Regions from separate parts of the Mus musculus genome. Here region 1 is linked to region 2. The links are chromatin contacts, called in public Hi-C maps. All regions are on one chromosome and are shown on one strand. The core of a region is the stretch at or near the end of the contact, and the rest is flanking DNA. Distances in the headings are between cores, read along the strand shown.

Region 1 (6,657 bases), core at 2,299-4,798, 370 kb before region 2:
GCAAATCGGTAGTGCAGTTTCTTAATTAGTGATTGATGTGGGAAGAACTTCCCTGTTGTGGGGGATGCCATCCCTAGACTGGTGGTCTTAGGTTCTCTAAGGCTGGGGGCTGGAGAGATGGCTCAATGGTTAAGAGCACTGACTGCTCTTCCAGAAGTCCTGAGTCCAATTCCCGGCAACTACATGGTGGCTCACAACCATCTATAAAAGGATCCAATGCCCTCTGAAAATACTTATATACATAAAATAAATAAGTAAATTTAAAAAAGGGGGCTGAGGAGCAAGCCAGGAGACAGCCCCCTCCATGGCCTCTGCAGCAGCTCCTGTTCTGTTTGAGTTGTTTTTTTGTTTGTTTGTTTGTTTGTTTGTTTGTTTTTACTGCCTTTGATGTGTGGAAGTGTGGAGAGAATAAACCCATTCCTTTCCAAATTGCTTTTGGTTATGGTGTTTTATAGAAAGTCTAAGACACATGGCAAGAACCTTTCCCTGCTGAGCCATCTTGCCAGCCCTGATTTATGAATTTTTCTTTATAGTACTAGGCAATTGAACTTAGGGCCTTTAGCGTGGTGCTATGCAGTTACTTTACCACTGAGCTACCCTTGGTAGCTTGATGAATCTTAAAGATGGCAAACATATATTTGTTCTGTGTGTATTTTGAATGATACCATGGGACTCTAACTGTAATTTTTCAAAAGAAAGTAGTACACATTTCTTACAAAATTAGGCATGCTGTGCTTCTTTAATACAAAATTTAAGACATGTAACATAATTAAATCCTGGATGGAACAGTTTCTTTAAGTGGGTCTCTTACCTCTTTCAGGCCAGAGGACGTTGACTAATTCTTTACAAGAAGCCAAATGAGTCTTGTTGGGCTTCTAGCATCAAACACCCGCTGGAATTATGAGTTTGGAATCATTTCCATTGCAAACCCCCCCCCTCCTGCCACACCCCTTTGAAAGGCAGCTGCAGGCTTTGGCTTCTCCCCAAGGCATGCTGCACCAACAATTCTCCAAATTGTATTTATATTTCACGTGCAGTGTGTTCGGACTCTCACTTTCCCAGGTGCCAGATGCCGGCTTGGACACACTCCAGTGGAAACTGCTTTCCTGTAAAGTAATGAAAGGATGCTGCTGAGCACGTGACCTCTGCACGCCGCTCTTGCGCCCAGTTTACCAACTCAGTAATGACTTCCCCACTTCCCGATCCCCCGGAGCCTTTCCTCGCCTATTTCTGCTCCTGGTCCTCTGTTCTTTGGGTTGAAGCACATTTTTGTGAACTGAGCCAGGGTCTTATTACATAGCTCTGGCCTGGAATTTGCTATATAGACCAAGCTGGCCTCGAACTCACAGAGATCTGCCTTGACTCTGCCTTGACTAAAGGCATATCTGGCCATCATGCCTGGCCTCCTTTCACATATGTTTAGAATTTGACGATGTCTGACTGCAGATATCTATCTGTCTGACACGCTTTCAGACATGTGAAATCACATACCCACTCAGGAATACTTCAAATGTGACTCCGATGGGAAGATGAAATTTTTTAAACTTTTTTTTTAATATTTATTTATTTATTATATGTAAGCACACTGTAGCTGTCTTCAGATGCACCAGAAGAGGGAGTCAGATCTCATTACAGATGGTTATGAGCCACCATGTGGTCGCTGGGATTTGAACTCAGGACCTTCTGAAGAGCAGTCGGGTGCTCTTACCCACTGAGCCATCTCTCCAGCCCCAAGATGAAACATTTTAATTCACTTTAAGAGTTTATTTTGAAGCAGAGCCTCCCTCTGCCTACAGGCTGGCCTGGAACTTAGGATCCTCTTGCTTTCACCCTCCTAACAGTTGGGATTACAGGAACGCACCATCATATCCATAAATTTAAGGCTTTAGAAACAGGATGCTAGGGTTGCTGGAGAGATGGCTCAGCTTGGTTAAGAGCTCTAGAGAATTCATGTTTGGACCTCTACATTTGTATGGGGTGTCTCACAATGCCCTGTAATACCAGATGAATACACACACACACACACACACACACACACACACACACACACGAATAAGACAATTTATTTAGTGTTTTGAAGCAGGGTGTCATTGTGTAAGCCTGGCTGTTGTAGACCAGGTTGCCCTCAAACTCACAAAGATGTGCTTCCTGGGTGCTGGGATTAAAGGCGTGAGCCACCATTTGTGGCACCAGTGTGTGAAGATTGTCTTTAACACTTTCATTGGTTCATGTGATGATATTTTACAGGCCTGAAAACTTAAACAATTTTTCTCTCTACCTTAAACACACTGAGGACTTTGGGGCATTTCTACTAGAAGTATGAGGTTATATTCTGAAATTTAAATGGTCTTGTGTCATACACTTTGTGCTCTCTGTGTGTGTGTGTTTGTGTGTGTGTGTGTGTTACAGTAGAGGAAGCCTGTGTAATTAAAGCATTCTGCTGCTTTCACTTTAATCTTTTGCATCTTATGTGTTGGTAGAGTTCTCTCTTTCATTCTTCCATTAGATGGCGGCAGATACGAAAGAAATAACCTCGAAAGCCATGAAGGATAGCCAGTGGTTGGGTTTTCCTCTTAAAATGTCACTGTTGTTAGTAGCTGAGCTGATACACATGAATGGTCCTCTTTTTTAAAAATGTGTGTATGCATGTGTATGTGTAATAGTGTACATTTTGTCCTGTGTTCGTGCCTAGGAAACTTGCCACAGATCATTTGTTTAATCAGGGTTCTTTCCTAGGCATTGGAAAGCATCTTTCAAGATGGGGTTAAAATTTTTTTTCTCTCTCAACTACTAGCAGACCTGAGATAAGCTATGAAGTCAGGAGAGCAGCCAATACTGATTTGGAAACGCTGCGCCATCTGTTGCATACATTTACGGAAATGGAAGAGAGCCATTTCCCATCGGGGAATGGTTCCAGCGACCTGTGGACTGAAATCCCACACTGTGACTTGTAATCAGCCCACAAGTATTTATGAATTCTCTCTCTTGTGCTTGGCATCAGAAACAGAGAGGTGGCGCCCGCCAGTCTACTTATAGTAACAAGCACAAAACACACACATGACTGATGAACAAGACCTGGCCTGATATAGTGACATTGGGTGGTGATGATGTTAAAACCCTACAAGTTTTATATGAGGTCTTTGGGGTTCAAAATGTCTTAAGGGTTAGTATTGGGAAGGGAGAAGGAGAGGCTGGAAAAAGAGCAAGAACCGGTGCAGAACTTCAGTGTGGAGAGGGTTTAGAAGTGAAAGGTGAGAGGAATTAAGGGGTAGGGATGCGGTTTAGCTCCTTTTGCAGCCTCGGAAAGCGCCAGTTCCGGGAGGATCGTTCTCCTGCCTTAAGTCCAGGCAATCTAGTCCTGGTGTAGAACTCGGGTCAGGTTTCTTACTTTAGCCACGTACCGGAGGCTCGCGCCAAGACGCCAGCTGCTAGGGACCTGCCTGCGCAGCGCGGGCCAGCCACGGAGGGGGCGTGGCTATGGAGGGGAGTGGCTGGGCGGCCCGGTGGGCGGGGCTCCCCTCTCAGCCTCCGCTGCCGCCGCTGCCTCCGCCCGCCGCGCGGACCAGCGAGCCGGTAGCTGTTGCGAGCCCACCCGCCCGCCCGCGTGCCGGGGCTGCGGTGGGCCAGGATGTCGGGCTTCCTGGAGGAGCTGCTGGGAGACAAGCTGGTGACGGGCGGTGGCGAGGAGGTGGACGTGCATTCGCTGGGCGCCCGCGGCATCGCGCTGCTGGGGCTCTACTTCGGGTGCAGCCTGAGCGCCCCCTGCGCGCAGCTCAGCGCCAGCCTGGCCGCCTTCTACGGTCGCCTGCGAGGGGACGCGGCGGCCGGGCCGGGGGCCGGGGCGGGGGCCGGCGCAGCCGCGGAGCCAGAGCCCCGGCACCGCCTGGAGATCGTCTTCGTGTCTTCGGACCAAGACCAGCGGCAGTGGCAGGACTTCGTGCGGGACATGCCATGGCTGGCGCTGCCCTACAAGGAGAAGCACCGGAAGGTGAGTAGCGCGGGCCCCGCGGCGCCCCCGGCCTGCAGGCGCGGTCCACGTTCTGGGAGCCAGCTGCTCGCCGCCCTCACCGGCTGTCCATAGGCCTGCCATCTCTATCTTGGCCCGCTCCCTCCTCTTGCCCCATCCAGGATCCTGTCGTGTTGAGGCGCTCGCGGCAACTCCTGGGTGCCAGTACCCAGCTGAGCCCACGCTGGGAAGTTTGACACCCCTCTGGTCCACGCGATGGGAATCGCGTAGGAGTGGCCGCTCTCTGCCCTCCCCACTCTACAACCCTTATCTTCCTCCTCTAGCCACTTGACTCCTCGCAGATACCTGTGGTGTGGGGGGTGGGGAGGGCACGAGCCCCCTTCCCATAATGCCTGCACCAGGAAGTTTCCTTTCTTTCCTAGAGAAATCTTGCCTTCCTGGGACCCCCTCCTCTGTGGCCAGGGACCCGGAGGCGGCTGCTGATCGGGGCTTTAGGAGAGAGGGGAGTTCACTCCTCTCCCCCTTTCTTCCCTTGCCCCCGCCCCGCCCCCTGGGCTGAGTTAGTGGCCACCGGGGAGCTTTTCATTGTCTGGCTGTCCAGCAATCTTCCCAGGCCCAGAACAGCCCGCGATCCTTGTACGTGCCATAGTTTGGTGGTGGGCTGACTTGGCACACTTCGAATTCGGTGCGGAACTGATCCCATCGGTGCAGATGAATGACAGCAAACGGCCCATCAGTTTGCTGATGAAATTAAGTTCGGGTTTCTGAGCGTATCTGTTGGGTGAAGACGTCTGTTTCAATAAAACCAATTCAAGACATTTTGCAATGAGTGCTAACAGGAAAAGTTTTGACGTGCCCTTGCTTAATTCGCGTGGCGAATGCAACGTATGACTCTGGCTCTTTCGTTTTCTGAGGAGCATCTTAGTTTATAGGGCACACAGGAGAAGGGCTATTCGGGGCATTTAGGTTCCTCCAGGGAGGGTGGTAACACATGCCACGTGTTCCTTTTATGTGTACAGAATCATGTTGAGACGCATGATTTAGACTTAGAGCAAAATAGGCTTATAATTTGATCCCAAAATGTCTTGAGTGTGTAAGCAATGTAAGGCACAGATGTGAGATTTAAAGTTTGAAATATAGTTTAAGAAATACAGTTGGTAAATTTAATATTGGGAAAACATCAGCCCACTAACCACACAGACGCGAGACTTTACATCTTAACTACTTTTTCAAGTTATTATGCTCCTACATGATTTATGTGTCTGCTAGGGTATGAATATGCACGACTAGTACTTTTTTTTTTTGCTTAAAAATATGGGAATCCTTTGTTTTCTTTTTGGTGGTTGTTGTGATGATCCTTTTGGGAAGGAATAATGTTCAGAAGTCATTTATTGAAAAAATATTTCATTGTCATGGCCTTTTTCTGTTGTAGACTAAAATCTGTTTAAAATAATATCCTTATTGGGCAATACAAATGATTTCTAGCTTTGGAATATATACACCAAATGGCAGAATGTTCCAGACTTATGTCCTATTGTAGTTTTTACAGAAGGGGAAATAAAATTTCTGGGCAATAAAAATAGGAAGCAAACTGAGATGTTTTAGAAATGTCTAATGTCTTTTGCCCCCAAAATAGGAGCGTGTTTGATATGACAATGGCTTCTTCTATCCTGGGTAACCCCTTTGCATGAAAGAACATGTTCTGTAGCCCTATCCTGCCCTGGCTGGTCCCACTCAGATGAACATCTGGATGACACAGGCCCAGCAGGATCTTATTTGAAAATACAGCTCAGCATGCTGGATGTGCCTAAGTCATAAGCCAGCATCTTAAACATTTATTTTCATTTTATTTATTCATTTATGTATGTATTCATTTATTTATATATTTTTGTGGTGCTAGGCATGAGATCTTTGCACATGCTAAGTAAGTGCCTTCCACTACCGAACTTCACGTCCCTGGCTTCCCAGATTTATTTTTTGTGCCATTTTCCCGAGTCTCGCCCTATAGCCCATTGGTTTCTTCAGCTCCAGAAACCCTCCTGTGAAAAAAAAAAAAAAAAGGAAAAGAAAACAAACAAACAAACAAACAAAGCCCGACGTGGTGGTGCACGCCTTTAATCCCAGCACTCGGGAGGCAGAGGCAGGTGGATTTCTGAGTTCGAGGCCAGCCTGGTCTACAAAGTGAGTTCCAGGACAGCCAGGGCTATACAGAGAAACCCTGTCTCGGGAAAGGAAAAAAAAAAAAAAAAAAACCTCCTGTGAGGGAAAGGGGCGGGCGACTTGGTGTCAGACCCAGGAATAATGTCCCGCTTTGTGGTGACATGTCAGGTAAAAAGGCCAAGTCGGTTTCTTGTAGAAAACATACTTGGGAATGGAAAAGGAAGTGTCCTCACTGTGAGAGGGGCCATTTCCCACCTTGAAACCAAAGAGGTATAAGACACATTCTCTTCTGTAACCAAGGCTTTGTCTTCTGCAGCTTGGAATCGAGATGCACAGAAATTGGTGAGTTCCCAATACCAACTCACCCCAAGAAAAGTGAAGAGAGAGGGCACCCCAGTACACGGCAGGCACCTGTGTGTGTGTGCGCGCGCGCGCGTGCACACGTGTGTTGATGGATCTGACTAGGCTGTTTCCCCAACTGTAAAAATAGATTTAAAGAAGGGCATTTGTTTTATACTGAAGGGAAACTG
Region 2 (6,257 bases), core at 2,551-5,050:
TCAAACTCTCAGTCTTCCTGCCTCACAGCTTCCTGCCCAGCCTGAGTTCTGGGTTACAGCATATGCCACTGTGCCACTGTGCAAGCACAGATACTCTAATTAAGCAGAGGTCCCAGGGGTTAGAGAGATGGCCCCTCAGTTAAGACCATCTGCTCTTTCTGAGGTCCTGAGTTCAATTCCCAGCAAACCACGTGGCAGCTCACAATCCGATGCTCTCTCCCGGTCTGCAAGCATAGATGCAGACAAACCACCTATGGACCTAAAAAAATAAATAAATCTTAAAAACAAAACAGAATAGAACAGCAAGATAAACTCTCTCTTAAGCTGCCCTAGCAACAAAACAAGTCATGGGCCCTCATCAGCCTGCTTATAACACCTTTGAGATACTGTGTTTGTATAGTTGTGATGTTTAGGTTTTTTGGGAACTTAAAAAAATCCAATTTCAAAGAAAAGTTCAGGGCTGAGAATATAACTTGATTGAAAGAATGCTGGCCCAGCTTGCATGAAGCCCCAAGTGTGAGCCCCATCACTATAGAAACTGGATAGGGAGCTGGAGAGATGGCTCAGTGGTTAAGAGCACTGACTGCTCTTCCAGAGGTCCTGAGTTCAAATCCCAGCAACCACATGGTGGTTCACAACCATCTGCAGTGTGGCCTCATGCCCTCTTCTGGTGTGTCTGAAGAAAGCAGTGGTGTACTTATATACAATAAATAAATAAATAAATAAATAAACAAACAAATAAATAAACAAATCATTAGAGCTGGATAAGGTAGCACATGGGTCTTTTTGGGGGGCGGCGGTGGTTGGGTTTTGTTTTGTTTTTATGTGTATCCATGTAAGTCTATGTGGGCAGTGTAGTGCAGGTGGCCATAGAAGGCAACTGAGGGCATCAGATTCCCTGGAGCTGGAGTTGCAGGCAGCTATGTGCCACCCAGTGTGGATGCTAAAAATTGAACTCTGATTCTCTGCAAGAGCTGCACGTGCTCCTAACCACTGAGCTGTCTATCTCTTGAGGCCCTGGTGGCATACATTGTAATCTCTTGGGAAGTAGAGGCCAGAGCATCAGATTCAGTTAATGTCAGCTAAAAAGTTGGTTCAAGCAAGACTAGACTGAGATATATAAGATTCTGGGGGTTGTGAGGAGGAGACAGAGAAAAACAGAAGAAAGAATAGAATCAAAGCTGTGTGTGGGTCCCCTCATGCTATGTCCATGTGGGTCTGGGAGCTCCTGTCTCTTGTTCCTTTTGACCTTGTAGTGTAGGAGATCTGGGCCCATTGCCTTGCAGGAAGTAGTCCCATTCATTTTAAAGTACCCTGCCCACTCAACAATAGCACCTGAACTATTGCCCAGTTTCTGTTCAGAAAAACCTTAGAGGCCACCTCCTCCACTAAAGAAAGATACCCGGGAAAGCTCTGAGCACCTACTCTGCATAGTAGTCAGTTTTAAGAACAAGGGTCAGTGCCCCATTCCTGTGAAGAGACACCATGACCAAAGCAACTCTTATAAAGGAAAGTGTTTAATTGGGGCTGGCTTATACTTTCAGAGGTTTAGTCCATCATCATCATAGCAGAAAGCATGGTGGAATGCAGGCAGACATAATGCTGGAGAAGGAGCTGAGAGCTTTGTATCTGGATGCAAAGGCAGCAGGAGGTCACTGGACCTGGCTTGAGCATTTGAAATCCCAAAGCCCACCACCCCAGTGACACACTTACTCCAACAAAGCCACACCCACTCCAACAAGGCCACACCCACTCCAACAAGACCATGCTTCCTAATCCCTGCCAAGTAGTGCCACTCTCTAATGACCAAGCATTTACATTTATGGAGGCCATTCCGACTCAAAGCCACCACAGTTGTGTAAGGGGAATGAAGATAAGAGGCTGAAAGAAAGAAAATCCCTAAAGTGCTGGGGCTATTATACCTGAGGCCTTAAGTGTCAACACTTTCCAGATTTGGGGGGAACTTGAAATATGGGCATGAAGATGTATCCTGTTACCTCGGGAAGTCAATAGATGAAGAAGGAAGCTATGCCTGCCTCCGGGCAGCCTTTCCCTCCCCCAGCAGCTCAAGGTTAAGGGGATCCATAGCTGGACACTTGCTACCCCACAGCAGTAAGTCCCCCTTCCCTCCAGGTGGGAAGTTCTGAACTGGAGCATCAGAGTTCAGTGTGCCTTGCTTTATTACTTTGGGGACTTTGTCCAAAGTCCCTCATTTTGCAGAAAGGTTACTAGTTGAGACTCTGGTGAGATCAGGTTGTCTCTGGTCTAAGCTACCTCCCTATTGTGTGAGACAGTGGTTTTTCAGCCTGTGCCCTGCCTGGAGTGACTCCGTTTTGAAGGTGGAGGACGACTGCAGCTAGACTTGTGAACAGCAGCGGGTATTTGGCACCATCCCACCTGCACAGATTGGTAATGATCTCTTCCCAGTAGGATGAAGGGCACCGCCCTATGAATGTATTGGGGTGAGTTGGGGCTGTAGAAGCATAAGCGTAGTAACGTTATTAGGAGAGCCGTGCCCAAGGGCTCATGGGAAAAAGCTGATTCCTCTTCCGGACCACATCCAGAGGAAGATGCCTGACACTTTGATGGTGAAGGGGTCCCTGGCCTGTAATGTGACCACCTAGCGTGTAAATCAAGTAATGATTGACAGAGAACTCCTGGCTGTTGCAGAGCGTCAGCACTTCTAGGACCCAACCTACTCAGCTTGCTCCCTGCTCTGCTCCTCTGTCTGGACCCGCCATCTGTCTGTGCTCATGATTTGTGCTCTTTCTCCTCCAGTCATGCCTGATTCTGCGGCTCTACTCTAACCTGCGGCTGGGACCTGACTACAGCAGCAGCCCCCCTATTCCTCCTCTCGCCTGCTGCTGTTTTATCAAGACTGAGGACCTAGGGCCAGTTAGAGCTTCATTGTTATTTATTTATACATTTATTTAAAAGATATTCTATTACACTTTATTCATTCACAGGTTTTCTTTGTGAGTGTGAGTATGTGGGTGTGTTCCTGCCACAGCACACATGTGAGGGTCAGGGCACAATTCTCAGGGACCAGTTCTCTGTATCCACCTTGTGGGACCTGCAGATCAAACTCTAGCTACCAGCTTTAGTGTCAGATATCTTTATCTGCTGGCCTATCTCTCTCTGGCTCCTGTTTTTATTTTGAGGTTTATCAGGATAACCTTGATCTTTCTATGTAGGCCAGGCAGGCCTTAAGTTCCCAGTGCCCCTGTCTCAGCCTATCCTGTAGCTGGTATTCAGAGGCAGGCAGATGTATGTGGGTTTGAAGCTAGCCTGGTCTACATAGTGAGTTCCAGGCCAGCCAGAGCTATATAGTGAGAGCCTGTCTCAAAATTTAAAAAAAAAAAAAGGGTGGGAGGAGATGCTTCAGCTGGTAAAACGCTTTCCTCCCAACATGAGGGATGCAGTTAGGATCCTCAGGCAGCTGCACCAAAGCCCAGAGAGTATGGTGGTGGCTTGCCTGCAGTCCTAACGCTCAGTAGGTAGGAAAGAGGATCCTGGGAGCAAAGTGACACTACTGAGGTATATACAGAGAAATCCAAGAAAATATCTGGCCTCCACACACATGCAAAAAAAAAAAAAAAATTTGCCTGTCTCTCTTGCTTCTGCAAGGTGGTTTTGCTGAGCACTCTTCTTTGAGTGTGTGGGTACCTACATCTCCACATCCTCCCTCAGCAGGGCCATGATGTTTTTTTCTGGCAGGCATCGTGGGCTAAATTAGGGTGTCATTGCAGCTATAGCTGTAGAAAGCCAGGAGCCAGAAGTTCCCCTTTCATTTTAATTGCACAAGACCAAATGTGACCCAACCTAGGCCGCATCTTGCAAGAGAGTTCGCTCCATTGTATAAAAGACCCAGACCCTTCTGCTTGGGGCTTCGTTGGATCAACCATGAAATCAATGGCCATGCTTTCTTTCTGTGTTTTCCTGAGAAAGGGTTACGTGTAGCCCAGCTGGCCGCAAACTTGATATGCAGCCAAGGATGACCTTAAACATCTAATCCTCCTGCTTCCACCTTCCCAGTGCCGGGATTACGGGCACACACTTCCATGCCCAGGGTGCCGGGGGTTGGATCCAGGGCTTCGTTCTTGCTAGACAGATAAAACTACCCACTGAGCTACAATGCCAGCCCAGTGCTCTTCCTTTCCACATAGCGTGTGGTGAGGCAATAAACAAGAAAGTGAAGTAGTTCTTTTTCCTCTTCCTGGTCACCTCTCCTCATAGGCACAGCAGCATAGGTCCAAATGATAAGAGCTTAGACTTTTGCAATCTGTAGCAGCAATGAAAGCCTGGCTCCTGGTGCAACAGGACTAGAGTGCTATTTGGATTGCTCTTGTTTTGTTTCTGACTTGAAAGTGCTTTTCAGTTTTAAACACCAGTCCCGGAGGACTTTGAAACTCCAGTTCCAAGGGAGCTGACACCCTCTTCTAATCCCCCAGGACACCAGATGTGCATGTGGTACAAGAAAAATGCATAAAATACAAGAAAAATACATAAAATAAATAAATCTAAAAAATGTTAAATTAGTCAATAAAGGTAGGCATGGTGGTACACACCTAAAAATCCCAGTACTTGGCTGCTGGAGGCAGGAGAATCAGGAGTTCAGTTTAAGGTCATCCTCAGCTATATAAAAATAAACAGAACATTTATAATAAAGAAAAGCATATTCAGAGAGGTCTGCTGGGATGGAGGTGCCAGGCCAGAAGAGGGTGTCTGATTCGCTAGGATTGGAGTTACAGGGGGTTGTGATACTCTATGTGGGTACTGGGAATGGAACCCAGAGGAACCCAGGTCCCCTGGAACAGTAGCCAATGCTCTCAACCCCTGAGCCATCTCTCCAGCCCCAAGCAACTGTCATAAGAAGAGCAACTGGGTGTCCCCAAGGGCTCCTATTCTCTCTCCTGTCTCAGGCAGCCATGCCATGCTGGATCCTCTGTGATCTTGAAGCAGCTTGGGAGCCTTTGAGGCTTTGCTGTTTGGCCCCATAGACCAGCTCTTTGTTCTAAGGCACAGTGAAGCATGCTCTTCTTTCATGCCTGTCAGCCAAGGAACCAAGAACTTGATCAGCCATTGCTTAACCAAGGGCTGTCTTCCCAGCTTGCAAGCCCTCGTCCAATCTGAATATGCCGAATAGAGCCAGCAGTACAAATGCATTGATGTAGGCTCAAGGAGCCCATGTGCCTCAGCCTTTCGCAAAATTCCACCTGTGTCCCTTGCAGAGGCCAGAAATGGATCTTTTTAACTGTGCTCTGTAAAGTCGGCTCTGAGCTGACAGGTGGGAATAACCAGGTGGGGCCAGAGTTCATCAAGCTTGTCGGGGCTCCCTACTCAGGGAACATTCGAGCACGTGCCACACTTGGTCTCTAGGCTAACATTGCCCTCTGGCTTGAGCAGACCACATCTCTTCATTCAAACTGGTCAGCTCCCAGTTAAGAGGTTGGAAAGGGGCCCCTTGGTCCTTCAGACTTGCTTAGCTCCAACATTGCCAGGCAAGCACTGGGTATGCCTCTGGCTCTATGCCACTCTGTGAATCCCGAGGGCTCGTGGTTATTAGCCTACTCCCAGCCTCAGCAACAGAGCCCACGCTCTTGATGGTTGTGGTAGGTTTCTGACCATTACAGTATGTCTTTCTTTTCTTTCTTTCTTTCCTTTTCTTTTTTTTCTTTTTACTTTTTTTTGACAAGATATCACTCAATAGCCTAAGCCAAGCCTCAAGTCTCCTGTTCTAGGTATGCACCACAGAGTCTGGTTCCTGGCTAAAGCACATCTTTTTTATTCCGCCCTGCTCCCTTAAAACAAAATTTAAAAAAAACAACAACAACAACAAAACCTAACAAGGGCTCATGTAGCCCAGGCTGGCCTCAAACTCTCAAGGTAGTCAAGGATACCCTTCAGTTCATATATATTCATATATGTATATATGTATAGATATATATATGAAATGTGCATTTATGTTTTGCCTGCATGTATGTCTGTGTGAGGCTGTTGGATCCTCTGGAACTGGAAATATAGAAAGCTGTGAGCTGCCATGTGTACTGGAAACTGAACTTTGACCTTGAGAAGAACAGCAAGTGTTTTTACCTCCTGAGCCATCTCTTCAGTCAGGCCTTTAATTCTCAGATTTGTGATCCCTGTGTCTCCATCTCCTAAGTGCTGATGTTGCGGGCCTGTGCCACCTACCCTTCCTTCTTGAATAAGTATGGCAGATCTCTTCCAATGTCCTTTGAAAATAAGGACTTTAATCT

The links. Hi-C and Micro-C count contacts between places; a contact is called where the count stands out from the background.
Region 1: a contact with region 2 is called in a Hi-C map of neutrophils, with 2.6 times the contacts expected there. The contact joins the promoter of Nxn here to the enhancer-like site in region 2. A contact is called at or near these places in 10 of 39 promoter capture datasets (the 3T3-L1 cell line, cranial neural crest, embryonic stem cells and 5 more), 1 of 15 datasets of contacts at CTCF or cohesin (embryonic stem cells), 6 of 484 Hi-C or Micro-C datasets (the N1E-115 cell line, embryonic stem cells, liver and 2 more), 18 of 115 datasets of contacts at active chromatin or transcription factors (the 230-238 cell line, the SCID.adh cell line, T-cell acute lymphoblastic leukemia and 11 more) and 5 of 9 other capture datasets (adipose tissue, embryonic stem cells, liver and 2 more).

The regions. Positions count from the first base shown.
Region 1 is chr11:76,396,032-76,402,688 of GRCm38.p6, reverse strand. Nxn (nucleoredoxin) reads left to right here and starts at 3,548. Exons shown (of 8, transcript NM_008750.5): 1 at 3,548-3,988. The coding sequence starts at 3,629.
Region 2 is chr11:76,031,519-76,037,775 of GRCm38.p6, reverse strand. No RefSeq gene overlaps it. Among named protein-coding and RNA genes, the nearest start is that of Rflnb, 6.9 kb to the right of the region's middle. Within about 2 kb of position 3,800, at least 37 of the 459 cell types and tissues checked have an H3K27ac peak or open chromatin away from gene starts, as enhancers often do. A contact at or near this core is called in bone marrow-derived macrophages, hematopoietic stem and progenitor cells, neutrophils and 1 more, where this site is marked.